Regions from separate parts of the Danio rerio genome. Here region 2 is linked to region 1. A link is a contact called in public Hi-C data. All regions are on one chromosome and are shown on one strand. The core of a region is the stretch at or near the end of the contact, and the rest is flanking DNA. Distances in the headings are between cores, read along the strand shown. Region 1 holds the start of si:ch211-152p11.4. Region 2 overlaps tent4a (terminal nucleotidyltransferase 4A).

What was found. Hi-C and Micro-C count contacts between places; a contact is called where the count stands out from the background.
Region 2: a contact with region 1 is called in a Hi-C map of hematopoietic stem cells, with 6 times the contacts expected there. The contact joins the enhancer-like site here to the promoter of si:ch211-152p11.4 in region 1. A contact is called at or near these places in 5 of 18 Hi-C or Micro-C datasets (caudal fin, embryo, hematopoietic stem cells and 1 more) and 1 of 4 datasets of contacts at active chromatin or transcription factors (caudal fin).

Annotation. Positions count from the first base shown.
Region 1 is chr19:29,955,527-29,962,272 of GRCz12tu, reverse strand. It overlaps si:ch211-152p11.4, which reads left to right and starts at 3,022. Exons shown (of 6, transcript XM_697904.11): 1 at 3,022-3,207; 2 at 4,397-4,886. The coding sequence starts at 4,443.
Region 2 is chr19:30,222,260-30,229,005 of GRCz12tu, reverse strand. tent4a (terminal nucleotidyltransferase 4A) reads left to right here. Exons shown (of 13, transcript XM_680973.9): 13 at 3,243-5,611. The coding sequence ends at 3,389. Among named protein-coding and RNA genes, the nearest start is that of tent4a, 24 kb to the left of the region's middle. Within about 2 kb of position 3,430, at least 4 of the 62 cell types and tissues checked have an H3K27ac peak or open chromatin away from gene starts, as enhancers often do.

The sequences.
Region 1 (6,746 bases), core at 1,773-4,272:
TGCAACTGTTTAATGAAGTTATCTTGACAAAAGATGTTCGATCTAAAACTGCAAATCTAAGAAACAAAGCTCTTAATATGATGTCGAGCACTTTATGTGTGCATATATTATCAGAAAGTACAATAATGTGATGTTCAGAATCGTTTTGACTTTCTGTTCAAACTAGAAATAATATACTATATTTTAATTTGAGTTCTGTTGGTAGGATTAATATTCAAGATCACATTTCTTGTGACAAGCTCATGCATGCAACTTTACTTGTTGAACTTTGATGCAAGTTCTTGAGAGACTTTGTGATTTGTTTCACGCCTAAAGCACAGTGCATTTATGGAAAAGACTTGTTTGTTTGAAAAATAAGTCACTTGAAATATTTATTAAAGATTTTAAGATAATATATATATATATATATATATATATATATATATATATATATATATATATATATATATATATATATATGTGTGTGCGTGCGTGCGTGCGTGCGTGTGTGTGTGTGTTTTATGGTTGTAGTACTGAGAGGGGGGTCTGACTCTGTAGGGTATTGAGGGGCTTTATGTAATGATTCATGGAAAGACATGCAGAGGGCATACACAAAGAACCATTTTTTTTCTAAATATATTGAATATTTTGATGTTAAACAACCCCATTTGTACTATATAAAATATTTGGCAGAATGGGAAGTTTATTTGGTTCTTAAAGGTTCATCATGGAGCATTAATGTGCAGTTGTACAGAACCAAACTGAACATGTATAGTACTGAATATAACTTTTTAATTTACATCAATTTTTCAACTAATTAAAAATCAATTTTAACTGCAGATAGAAGCCAATTATGTTGCCTTTATACACTCACCGGCCACTTTATTAGGTACACTTGTCCAACTGCTCGTAAGTGCAAATTGTTAATCAGCTAATCACATGGCAGCAACTCAATGCATTTATGCTTCAAGTTCAAATCGAGCATCAGAATGGGGACGAATGGTGATTAAGTGACTGAACGTGGCATGTTTGTTGGTGCCAGACTCAGACTGGCTGGTCTGGGTATTTTAGAAACTGCTGATTTACTGGGATTTTCACTCACAACCATCTCTAGGATTTACAGAGAATGGTTTGAAAAAAAAAGAAAATATCCAGTGAGTCACAGTTCTGTAGGCGCAAATGCCTTGTTAATGTCAGAGGTCAGAGGAGAATGGTCAGACTAGTTCAAGCTCTTAGAAAGGCAACAATAGCGCAAATAACCACTCGTTATAACCGAGGTATACAGAAGAGGATCTCTGAATGCACAACACATCAAACCTTGAGGTAGATGGGCTACAGCAGCAGAAAACCACACCAGGTACCACTCTTGTCAGCTAAGAATAGGAAACTGAGGCTACAATTTACACAGGCTCATCCAAAATTTGACAATAGAAAACTGGAAAAGTGTTGCCTGGTCTGCTGAGTCTCGATTTTGCTGGAACATTTGGATGGTGGGCTCAGAATTTGCCGTCAACAGCATGAAAGCATGGATACATCCTGCCTTGTATTAATGGTTCAGGCTGATGGTGGTGGTGTAATGGTGTGAGGGATGTTTTCTTTGCACACTTTGGGCCCATTAGTTCCGTTTGAGCATTATCAATGCCACAGCCTACCTAAGTATTGTTGCTGACATTGTCTGTCCATATAACACAGTGTATCTATCTTCTGATGGCTATACTTCCAGTAGGATAACGCGTCATGTCATAAAGCACGAATCATCTCAGACTGGTGTCTTAAACATGACAATGAGTTCACTGTGCTCAGATGGTCTCCACAGTCACCAGATTCCAATATAATAGAGCACCTTTGGGATGTGGTGGAACGGGAGATTCACATCATGGATGTGCAGCCGGCAAATCTGCAGCAACTGCATGATGCTAACATGTCAATATAGACCAAAATCTCAGAGGAATATTTACAGTATCTCGTTGAATCTATGTCACAAGGGATTTAGACAGTTTTAAAGGCAAAAGGGGGTCGAACCCGTTACTAGTAAGGTGTACCTAATATAGTGCCCGGTGAGTGTATACACATTCTATGATAAGTTAACTTTTATGATAGTAAAAAAATGTTGCTATTATAAAAATAACATTTTTAGATGGTTGCCTAATCATTTTAAAAATGTGACTAAAAACTACAATCTATACTAGTACTAATATTCAATCTAATAACTGCTTCTTTAATATGATTAATTTCACATTCACATTTTCCCTGCGCTAAAAGAACTTGCTATAAAAACATGTGTTGTGTAACCGCTCCATCTACCGGACAAACATGGATTTGCAGACGTCCAGGAATCCAACTTCTTATAAAGTCACAAATAAAATGGCTCTTGGATTTCATAAATGCCGGTTTAGCGAATATATTATTTCATTTAGGCCTACTTAATTCGTTTAAAAAGATTAAAAGGATAAATCTCATCAATCAACTGAGTATCCATTGTCCTATGCATGCATGGTCTGTAGAGGGCGCTCTTCGAGAGCAATCGCCACAAACACCTGTTAATCATAATTTATCTCAAGCGGAGAGCAGGAATTCACGTAAAACGTATTATAGTATTAATTTTGTCATTTACAAAAGAAATGGGCAAAAATGTACTATTAATATCAATGGAGACAGTAAACGGATGTTCTGAATGCGCCTTGTAAAACTGTACCATAGTAACAGAGGTTTACTCCAAATTATAATTACGTAGCCTACTACAGCTATTGTTACTGCTGTAAAACAATAAGGTGTCAATCTTTTATCATCCTCAAACAGTAATCCTCCTGCAATTTTGTTTAATATCTGACACGTGATGACTAACCAGTTTCCACAGCGTCATTACAATGTTTGTAGTAACTGTGGTATTTTGACGTCAAGTACAGTAACAGTTCTCGTGTTAAACTCAACAGCGCTTTCAGTGTCATTATTATATGCTACTCGTCTTTCTATGTAGGAAGGGCAAGTCCAGACTGAACTATGGGTGTGACAGAAAGAAAATAGGCGTTGCTTTTGTCATTCAGGAGTAAAATGAAAAGAGGGACAAGCAAGACGTGATTTTAGACGGTCGCACGAAGTCTCGCTCCGTTCAGCCCACTCGCTTTGGATCGAACCGCTCTGTGTAAACAGACAAACCGACTCCGAATCACTCGGATATACTAAACCTGTTGGGGTCTGTCACAGGCGAGAAAAACGATCTTCCATAAGGTATGCTTATATGACATATGTCAGCTGTTTTGCAGTGCTCATGTTTCACGTTTTTTTGTGTTGTTACTGTTGTTGTTTACAATCTGCAATAGAATCGCGACGCGTCAATCTAGAGATCTCTTTTTAAAATCAACGATTTCGCGCGCTCACTATGTAGAGACGTTTGTTGATTATAAATTGAGATTTGTGTTTTGACGCGTCGTGCCTGTTTTTCCTCTTTCTCTCAAGTGTTTCCTTCATTCTTGACTTCAGAGTCTTCAGTTGACACGTTTCTAACAAAAGTAAAGCAAAAAACGTAAGTTACATTTTAACTTTTTAACAAGGTTAACAGACTAAGTAGGTTTCAAAAACAAACAGTATCTCTGAAGCAATCTGAGGAAACGTCTTACGAGATTTTACGCTAAATTAGACAATGATATGGCAAAGAGATAATAATTCTTTTACATGAGAAGTCAGCAGGAAACATAGTATAGTAGTCCACAGTATGAAGTACTTTTTCATTTATTTATTAATCTTATCTATCTGTAGTTTTACCTTTCAATTAACAGTTCTTAACCTTTACTTTAGTGAAGAATGTATTATTTATACATTTATACATAATTTAAAGACCCCTCCTCCCTTTCCCTTTAAACTTATTTACTCTTTTCCATTTTTGTTCAATGAAAAGCTTCCATAGATGTTAAAGTTCTTTCATAGAACAGACCTTAAGTTCATTTTATTTGAATTTGTCAGTCTGTCTGAGCTAGATGTAGTTTGTTTGGTATTGACACATAGACAGCAAAAGATGCTGAATATTCATTCATTTAATTTCTTTTTGGCTTAGTCCCTTTATTAACCTGGGGTCGCCACAGCGGCATGAACCGCCAACTTATCCAGCATATGTTTTACGCAGCTGATGTCCTTCCAGCTGCAACCCAACTCTGGGAAACACTACGGCCAATTTAGCTTATTCAATTCACCTATAGTGCATGTCTTTGGACTGTGGGGGCAACCGGAGCACCCGGAGGAAACCCTCGCAAACACAGGGAGAACATGCACACCCCACACAGAAATGCCAACTGACCCAGTTGGGGCTCGAACCAGCGACCTTCTTGCTGTGAGGCGATCGTGTTACCCACTGCGCCATAGTGATGCCTGATGCTGTAAATATTTTTATTTATTTTTGTCTGTTCTGTTGTCCTTTCTGCAGGCCTCTGTCATTTTCCTTATCAATCTGTGTTTTGGAACCCATCAAAATGCTTCGTAAGTCCAGTTCAGTGGGTACATTAGTAGAGCTGGATGGATGGGAGCAGGTGGATAGAGATGATCGCCCAGGCAGCTCAGAGGATGAGATGGACGGGGCTTCAGCATCCTACCCTTGCACCCCAGATGCAAAGTCAAAGAGTGCAGGAAAGGGTGGGCTGATCCGAGAACACAGTTTTAGTGTGGAAAATCTGGTTGGCTTGGATAAGGACTCTGATCTACTGAGAGTTACGAATCTTAATGAGAGTTTTAAAGCCTACAGTGACAGCCAGCTCACTTCCAATGCCAAAGGCAGCAGTGAGAGTGTGGAGAAGTGTTGCACTCTTCCTGGCTCTTTCCCATCCAAAGAGAAATCCGAAGAAACTCCTCATCACCGGCTGCAAGCTCACTCCAAGCTGGCAGCTGCTAAATTACACATTAAAAGTTTGTTTGGACAGGTGAGTTCTAATGCTTTTAGTTAATGAAGTTCATTGAATTGTAATAATCATTCAATCTTTGATATGACCATTTAAATAGTTCAGTTCACATGATGATAAGGTGACTATAAAATGTTTTCTTCTACTGCAGTTTGATGTTTTAATACTGACAAAGGCTACGTTTGTTTGGTCAGAAATGCAGTAAAACACCAATATTGTGCAATTTTATTGCTACTAAAGTAACTTTTAAATTTAAGTATTTAAAAAAAAAGTAAGTTATTAGTATGATCAATTTTAGCATCGTCTCTTGAATCTTTAGTGCCATACACACTTTCAGAAATCATACTAACATGCTGATTTGGTTCTCAAGAAACATTTTTTTCACTAAGTCCATTTTGAAACTTCTAATTTCAAAACTTCCCTTTATAACACAATGGTTGGGTTTGTCCATATTTAAGTGTTTGACAAATAGAAGTTGAAAATAACAATTTCTCTGGAAATTAACAGCATACAGTTGAAATCAGAATTATTAGCCCCCCTTTGAATTATTTTTTTCTTTGAATTTTTTTTCCCAAATGATGTTTAACAGAGCAAGTAAATTTTCACAGTATGTCTGACAATATTTTTTCTTTTGGAGAAACTTTTATTTGTTTTACTTCGGTAGTAATAAAAGTAGTTTAAAAATTTTTTTATAACCATTTTAAGGTTAATATTATTAGCCCCTTTAAGCTATATTTTTTCCAATAGTCTACAGAACAAACCATCGTCATACAGTAACTTGCCTAATTACCTAACCTGCCTATTTAATCTAATTAACCTAGTTGTTAAGCCTTTAAATGTCACTTTAAGTTTTATAGAAGTGTCTTAAAAATATCTAGTCAAATATTAATTACTGTCATCATTGCAAAAATAAAATAAAACAGTTGTTAGAAGTTGTTATGAGTTATTAAAATTATTATGTTTAGAAATGTGTTGAAAAAATAAGCTCTTCGTTAAACAGAAATTGGGGAAAAAAACGGGGCTAATAATTCAGAGTGGTTTATAATTCTGACTTCAACTCTGTATATATATATATATATATATATATATATATATAAAAAAAAAAATATATATATATATATATATATATATATATATATATATATATATATATATATATATATATATATATATATATTACTGTCATTTTTATGTGTCCTTGCTGAACTAAATGTTTGAACAAAATATTACTGACCCCAAACTTTTAAATGCAACTAGTAAATTTGAATTAAATTCATTTATTTAATACAATTTATTTAGCTGATTTCCAAGACATTTGCAACAAATAATTTATTTTTTAATGTACAAATATTCCAGGAATTGAACCACTATAATGTATATTTCATGACAAATAATGTCTAGAAAACACTTGTGTGTGCAAAACCTTCCTCATTTATCTTTGTCCACCCACTCGAACTGATGCCAAAACTATCACATAACCCTTAAATGTCAGCCAGCTTGATGGTGTTCTTCTTTTACAACCAGTGAATAATAAAAAAAAAAAAACTGAAATCTAATAAATAGATCACATAATATAATATGCTGAAAGACATTTCCTTCAATTGCTCTGAAGCTTTCTCACACTGGCCCTGGGCCATTAAGCCTTTTTTATTGTCGAGCCTTGTTTATGCTTTGTACAGTACAACATGTCATTCGTATACATCAGGAGCTGCAGAGCTTTCAGCTCCAGGATACAGTCTTGCTTTTTTCAAATCTGCAAGCCAAGTGTGATGATGTGAAAAGCCACGAATGCTTTTGTATTACACAATTAGTAAAGCTTGCTTTTACTCAGTTCTACCCCTTGAGATATAATGTTGCTTTGTCCAAACAGTAAAAGGAGAA
Region 2 (6,746 bases), core at 2,181-4,680, 270 kb before region 1:
CTATATTGTAGAAAAAAACATCTAATTTAAAACTGATTTATAGAAAGTACCATAGTGAGTAAGCTAAAGTTAAATTAAGTGTTTTTTTTTAGTTTTTTTTTAGCACATTTGGTGTTTAAAGAGTTACTTGTAGTCAGTTTTTTTCCTTCCCATTAATCATCAAGGTTAAATTTAGATTTTTTTTTTTTTTTGACTCATAGTATGATTTAAACATTCGGACCTCGTGGTTTGTGCGAATAAATCCCACTGTTTGCATGTAAATAGATGCGTGAATATTATAAGTTTACTTAATGTACACATCAAATCTGATGCTGAATGACTAACATGGATTTTATTTAGCAAGTAACTGCTTTAGAAATGCTGCAAAACAGTGGAGATTCCAGGGTTTAACACAAAGGATTTTTTAATGGCCTGATCTCACTACAGTCGATCTGCTCTAAAGTTTTTCATTCAAGTCGAGACCACCTCATTTAGGCGATCTCGAATCTGAGCGCAATTGCGGGATTCACATATGCCAAGCGAACCGCACTAATGCCGAGTTCAGACTGCATGAATTTCAAAGTAGTCATGTCACGGGTGTTTTCACAGTGGATGACTATCTGGGGTAAGCGTTCAGTCGTTCCAGTGTTTACACCGCAAGATGGATCTTAAACAGGGGGTTTCAAACTGCATGACTTTAAAATAGGAAGAATTGGAGACAACTTTGTCTCAGTCCAAAAATTATGTCTCACAACGAAACACGTGTGAGAATTGACATAACAATGCCGATAATAATCGATCTGGCCAGTTATGATCCTGTCTACTGTCCCGAGCATCTTGCACGCTCACTCCAGGCCGTCTGGTTGTCCTTATTGTCGTGCCCTGGATTCATTCAGTCCACTCTTTCCTTTCCTGCAGTACACCCAGCTCTTTGAGTTAATAAGCAACTCCAGAAACCATACCTGGGTGATGGAAGCTTTTCAAGCGGTACTGTCAACTGAGCTGGGCCCAGTTTAATGAGCTCTTGTCTCATGTCAGCAGGAAGATTTCCCCTCGGGATGCCAACAATAGGTGCTACATCATAATTATGCCCAATCTAGACCAAGGTTCTGATTGGTTGGTAATTCAGATTTTTATTTTTTTATTTTAACTCAAGGGATTCGTGTGTCAAATGTGCCTAATCTATTTGCATCTTTGCATTAATTTAACATTTAAATCACTCACGCTTGATGCTTTATCCACCAACTATTAGGCTTACCAATACTGCTTGAAAAATGATAAACTGCAAAAAATGTATATCTTTAGTGTAATGCAATTTATGCAAAAAACAATCACTCTAATGTTAATTTAATAATCCATATAATTCTCAATAGTTAGTCCATTTTGACATTGAACAGTTGAGTGATTTTGATTTGTTGGAAAAACAAATTTCCATGGTGCATTTATTAAAAACAATTGAAGAAATCTTTCACATTTCCTTACTATCACTATATTCACCATTTAAATGCATCCCGTTTAAAAAATCTTTACAATAGGATTCTATTAGTATACCTTACTTAATGGTTTAATGAGCAATCAGTATTTACCTTTTCATATGAATCCTAATGTAATTCAGTTGATGTGAGGTCAGGACAGGCCTATTATATTACCAGGTAACATTTGATTAATACAAGTAAAAAAAAAACTGTCATAGATTATTGAATGATCTAGAAGCATTGTTCTTAGCTTGTTTACAGTGTAAACATTGTTGTAAAGCCTTACAAAGACAGTCTACTGACTTTTAAATGGTTGTGCGTTTACTTAAACTTTTTACATATTTAAAGGTGCAGTAGGTGATCTGCCAAAATGCCTAACGGTTAGCATAATATCTAAAACACTGTCCCACTCCTGCCGTCCAAAGCCATGATTCTTATTATCATGAACTCGCACCTTAAAGATGACAGTAGATAACCCCATAAGCCATATAATTTGCCAGTTATAAAACTTACTTTATAATACTACAATTTCGAACAAAATACCGTATCATATCTAGCACGTTTTTATTTGTGTAGCAAGCAAAACTTAATGTGCAATATTTAATGTCATGCAAGGATCGCTGGTCTCACTCTCTCACATGCTTTGTTCTAAAGCGACTACTGTATGCTTCGTGCTTGGCTGGCTGGATGCAGGAATTACACATTACTAAGCCATACTTGCATGCTATTTTAGACTGGATATTCAAAGTAGCATGGTAAACAATATAGGTCAGGTTGTCAATGTTAAATTAACCAATGTGAAAATAAAACCAACTTCACCTCAGGAACAGTGCTATTTACTTATGTTTTGCCATTAAACTAAATAAAAATCTACATTATTAATGTTGTAAAAGGTCTCTTATGAAAAAAATAGTCACATAAATCTTTTGCTGGAAGATTTCAGTGGCTGAACAACACTTCCGTGCATATAACCCATTCATTTCAACAACACAATCTACATTAGCTCAAAGAGCTTAGAATGACCAGGAGGCGACACTTAATAGAATGTTCCATTGCAACAGCAGCGCCCAGCAACAGCCCTGGATTCTGCCATTTCGGAGTGAAAGCGATCGGCCGTCCATTGGATCTGATTGCTGTCGCCATGGCAAGCAGTTACTTTGTTTTTTATTTATTTATAAAGCGCAATAAAGCTGAGATACAACATGAAAGATGACAATACAACACTACAACAACAACATTATCACAATCATTAGCACTTTTAGTAGTTTATTTTACAGACTTAAAATATGCTGTTGTCCTATTGGAATTTTCAGTCCAAAATGACCATCACACCATCTAGTGGCTGTTTTCCAAAACTAGAGTGTCGCCTCTTGGTGATTCAGTGCTCTTTGAAGAGTTTTCTGTGACTAAAATAGTTTTAAAACATAACATTACCTGTCTAAAAGAAATACTTCAGCCATGGTGTCATTCTTCCTCCAGCGTGCAAAAATGGTATCCTCTCTCTCCCTCTCTCTCTCTCTCTCTCTCTCTCTCTCTCTCTCTCTCTCTCTCTCTCTCTCTCTCTCTGTCTCTCTGTCTCTGTCTCTCTCTCAACGGCTGCTCAAAAGTACAAATCTACATTTGTTGACGCAGTTTGAGCTACTTATCAGAATTATGGGAGTTATCGGCTTACAAACATTTTTCTTAAGTCAATCACCTACTGCACCTTTATAATACTAAATGGCAATGCCTCTTTCTCAGGATCCTAGCATCGTCCTAAGCTGTCCTGTTTTGTCTTCTCTTCTTCAGGCAGGTCCCAAGTTCCCTCTAAAGGGCTTCCACAATCCCGCCGTGGTGCACAGTCCTGTCCTTTCCAACCGAGGCCACATTCAGTACAACCGCAACACGTGGCGCCGCAGGAAGAGGGACAGTTTGCCGGCCAGCGTCAGCAGATAAAGACACTTTCCCCTCCACTCGCTTCCTTTCCCACCCATCTGGTCCCATCCTAACCCGATGAGAACTCATTGAGCCCTCCTACTGATGCCGAGAGCGCAGACAGACCAGCGTTTGAACCCAGCTCCTCCTTCAGTAGTTGTGGTGATTGGTGGTGCTAAGTAGTTCAGTCTGCCACTGAATCTGTGCATGTAAATGTTGACACTTTTTTTGACCTGTGCAATCTTCCTGAGGAAGCTTCGAGAACAGGAACTGTTTTTTCGGGCATCTACTCTACAACTTCCAGGTTGGCAGGTGAAACGTTCCTTTTTTTTTTTTTTTTTTTTTTTGTGAGTGTGTTTTCAGATTTTCAGTCAAAACGGGACACCCTTCACATGCTGGACGAACTTGATTCAGTGGATTACAAGTTTGTTTGTTTGTTTTGTTTGTGGTGTTGGGTGAGGATGTATGTGTATGTGTATGGTATGTATGTATGGTATGTATGCATGTATGTATGTATGTATGTGTGTGTGTGTGTGAGACGCTGGCTTCAAATCCTGCACTCGAGATGCTTCCAGAGACTTCCACCGTATTGACTGTACACCTCACGCAAACTTTACTTTGTTTTTTTTGTGCAATAGTTTTCTTTTGTTCTCTCTGGAAACGTATTTAAATTTGATTTCTTTGTCTGACTTTCTTTTTTTTTGTTTGTTTTTGTACAAATGTTTTTATTTTTGTAACGTTTTTAATTTTGCTCATCGTTTACAGATCCTGTCAGACAGGCTCCTTAAGGGAAAAGTCTGTTTTAAAACTGTTTAGTGAGAGTTTATATTCCCTCTTCCCCCTTTTTCGCAGCATAAATTGCACCTGATTGAAGCGCGAGTTAAAAGCGGCCAGTGTAGATCTCGCAAACAAAAAGACACTCTGCCTACAGGTGTCGCCATTTCCCACTTTGTGTTCCCACATCAGGAGCCATTGCTTTTATTTGTCTCGTTCAGTCGTCTGTCTTTAAGGTTGTTGTTGTTGTGTGGCGTTGGACTCGTGACATCAGAAAAGTCTAAATGCGCATTCGTTTATATGTGTATGTGTCCGTTTTAAATCGCAGTAGGTAAGGGTGAGACACAATTTTAGGGAGGCTCTAATGAACGTGCGAGCGAACTCCAGATCAGTGCAGCTTTATGCAAGGTGCCCTAATCGGACCTTTCGACTTTTGAACGGGCACCCGAATCAGACATGGCGGAGAAAGGGAATTTATTTTGATTCCTTTCTGGAATCTTGACGTGCATTTATTGCCAGGTACTTGCGCTAATATATGCCTTTTTGGTAATGACCTATTGCTGTACTGTATGTATTGTATATTTTGTTTTTGTATATGGCACACTAAAACTGTATTGCTGTTGCTCAGAACGTCACAGGCATACAGGTTATATTGTTACTATGCAAGTGAAGTTGAGGATCTCTCTTCCTGCGTCCCTCATGACAGCCGTTTTGCTTGTAAATCTTGTCAAGACCATCCCGATCTGAGAGCGACGCGTAGAGGTACATGTGAACAGTTCCTGTTTGCAAGTTCAGTCCGTTTTAATGGAGGGAAAAGCAACCGGACGTCTTGTCTGGAGTTAATATTCCCTATTTGAGATCAACCGGACTACATTTACTACTGTTCCAACACTACAACCATGACTTGCGCTCCTTATTGGAGGACTTTGATGGCCACAAACTTGCGTGACGTGCTTTACGAAGTCTAAGACTATATACGAATTGTCCTTGTAACTCTTTGACTCGCCTGCCTATCAATGCAATAGAGCAAATGTAACTCTAATAGCAGTTTCTGCTTTTAGATAGAACCAGCATCTTTTGCGAATGGGTCAGACGTTGAGGCAACTCTTCCCCTCCTTCGATTTGTCTGAATGGAAATGGCTCTGCTTTTCCTGCGGAGGTGTGTGTGGAAAGGTGTTTCACTCTGTGATGGTTTGACCTTTGTGGTGATGTACTGATAGATACAGTGTGAGACTCCTCATTGAATATCAATGATGGATTTTAAATGTACCCCCCCTTTTTTTTTTTTTGCTGACGTCTGTTATGTCACAGTGGCCAAAAGCACTCTGAACTTGACAATTATACTTAAAGACTTCATTGTGGCCACCCAGCATCCAAGAGGTCAGACGGAGGAATTGTTTTTGTTTTCCTTCAATATTTTTATGTATTTTTTTTTCTATTTTATTTTTTAAATAAACATCTTAAAACCATGCATAGTTTATTGTGGTTTGTATAAATTGGTTTATTATTAGTATTATTATTACTAATTCAATTCGTGTTTTTTACAGTGCTTTTTACAATGTAGATTGTGTCAAAGCAGCTTAACATTTTGAGTTTGAGTATAATTGTATAACTTTAACTCTGAAAACTGGACTGACACGATTTCAATTTCAATTTACTTTAGTTTGGTGTAGTTTAATTTTCACTGCTGAAATTCCAAATACTCTGTACACGTTCCAAACCAAGCATGCCAGTGGTGAGGAACAAACCAATTGACGAAAGTGATGGAAAAAATCTTAGGAGAAACCAGGCTTAGTTGTGCATGACCATTTCCACCCTGGACAAACTTCTCATGCAGAGCTGCAGTCTAGATGCTGGAGAAAGCTGGATGTCCATCGTGGAGAAACTGAAGGTGTTAGTTGGTCACTGGCGAGTGTTCAGGCTGGCCCACAGGATCAATGCGGGGAGACTCATCTGTCACTAAGTCAGGATTAAGTCTCATGCTCTCCAATCCTCCATGACCACCACAGCAGCTGCTCAGGATACGACCTGGTCCAGGGTTATGGAGACCTCTAGAAGTCCTCTAGGGTTGGCATCATATCTTCATAGGACTTGGATCTCGTCAATTATTCTACTACTTCTTCTCACCATTATTATTATTTTTTTATTACTACTACTAATTCAGGATTAAGCTGGGCAGTCAGTAGATCAGAGATGCCCAAACTAGGGCCCGTGGACCAAAGTTGCCCGTTTGTATCCTTTGGTTTGGCCCGCTAGAGGAAAAAAGATTGGGAGGGGAGGGATTGGGGAATGCCTTTAACCGAGATTCTCATTTCTATTTTGTTGTAACTTTTTGTCTGTTTTATTGTTGAGCTACAAAAAAAAGAATAGATGTTTCAATTAAATGTTGTAAATTAAACAGATTTTATTGAATGTACATAGTGTCACTTAATGAGTAGAGGACAAAGCAGAAGATGTTAGTGTGTAAATCAAGGCAAGGTTTGTTCAAATAATATACATTTTCGAAAATTAGAATGGATTACTAAATATGGTTGAAGTAATCTTTATATTTATTTTTAATTCCCTTCTGAAAAATCCAGCTTAAACCAGCCTAGGCTGGTTGGC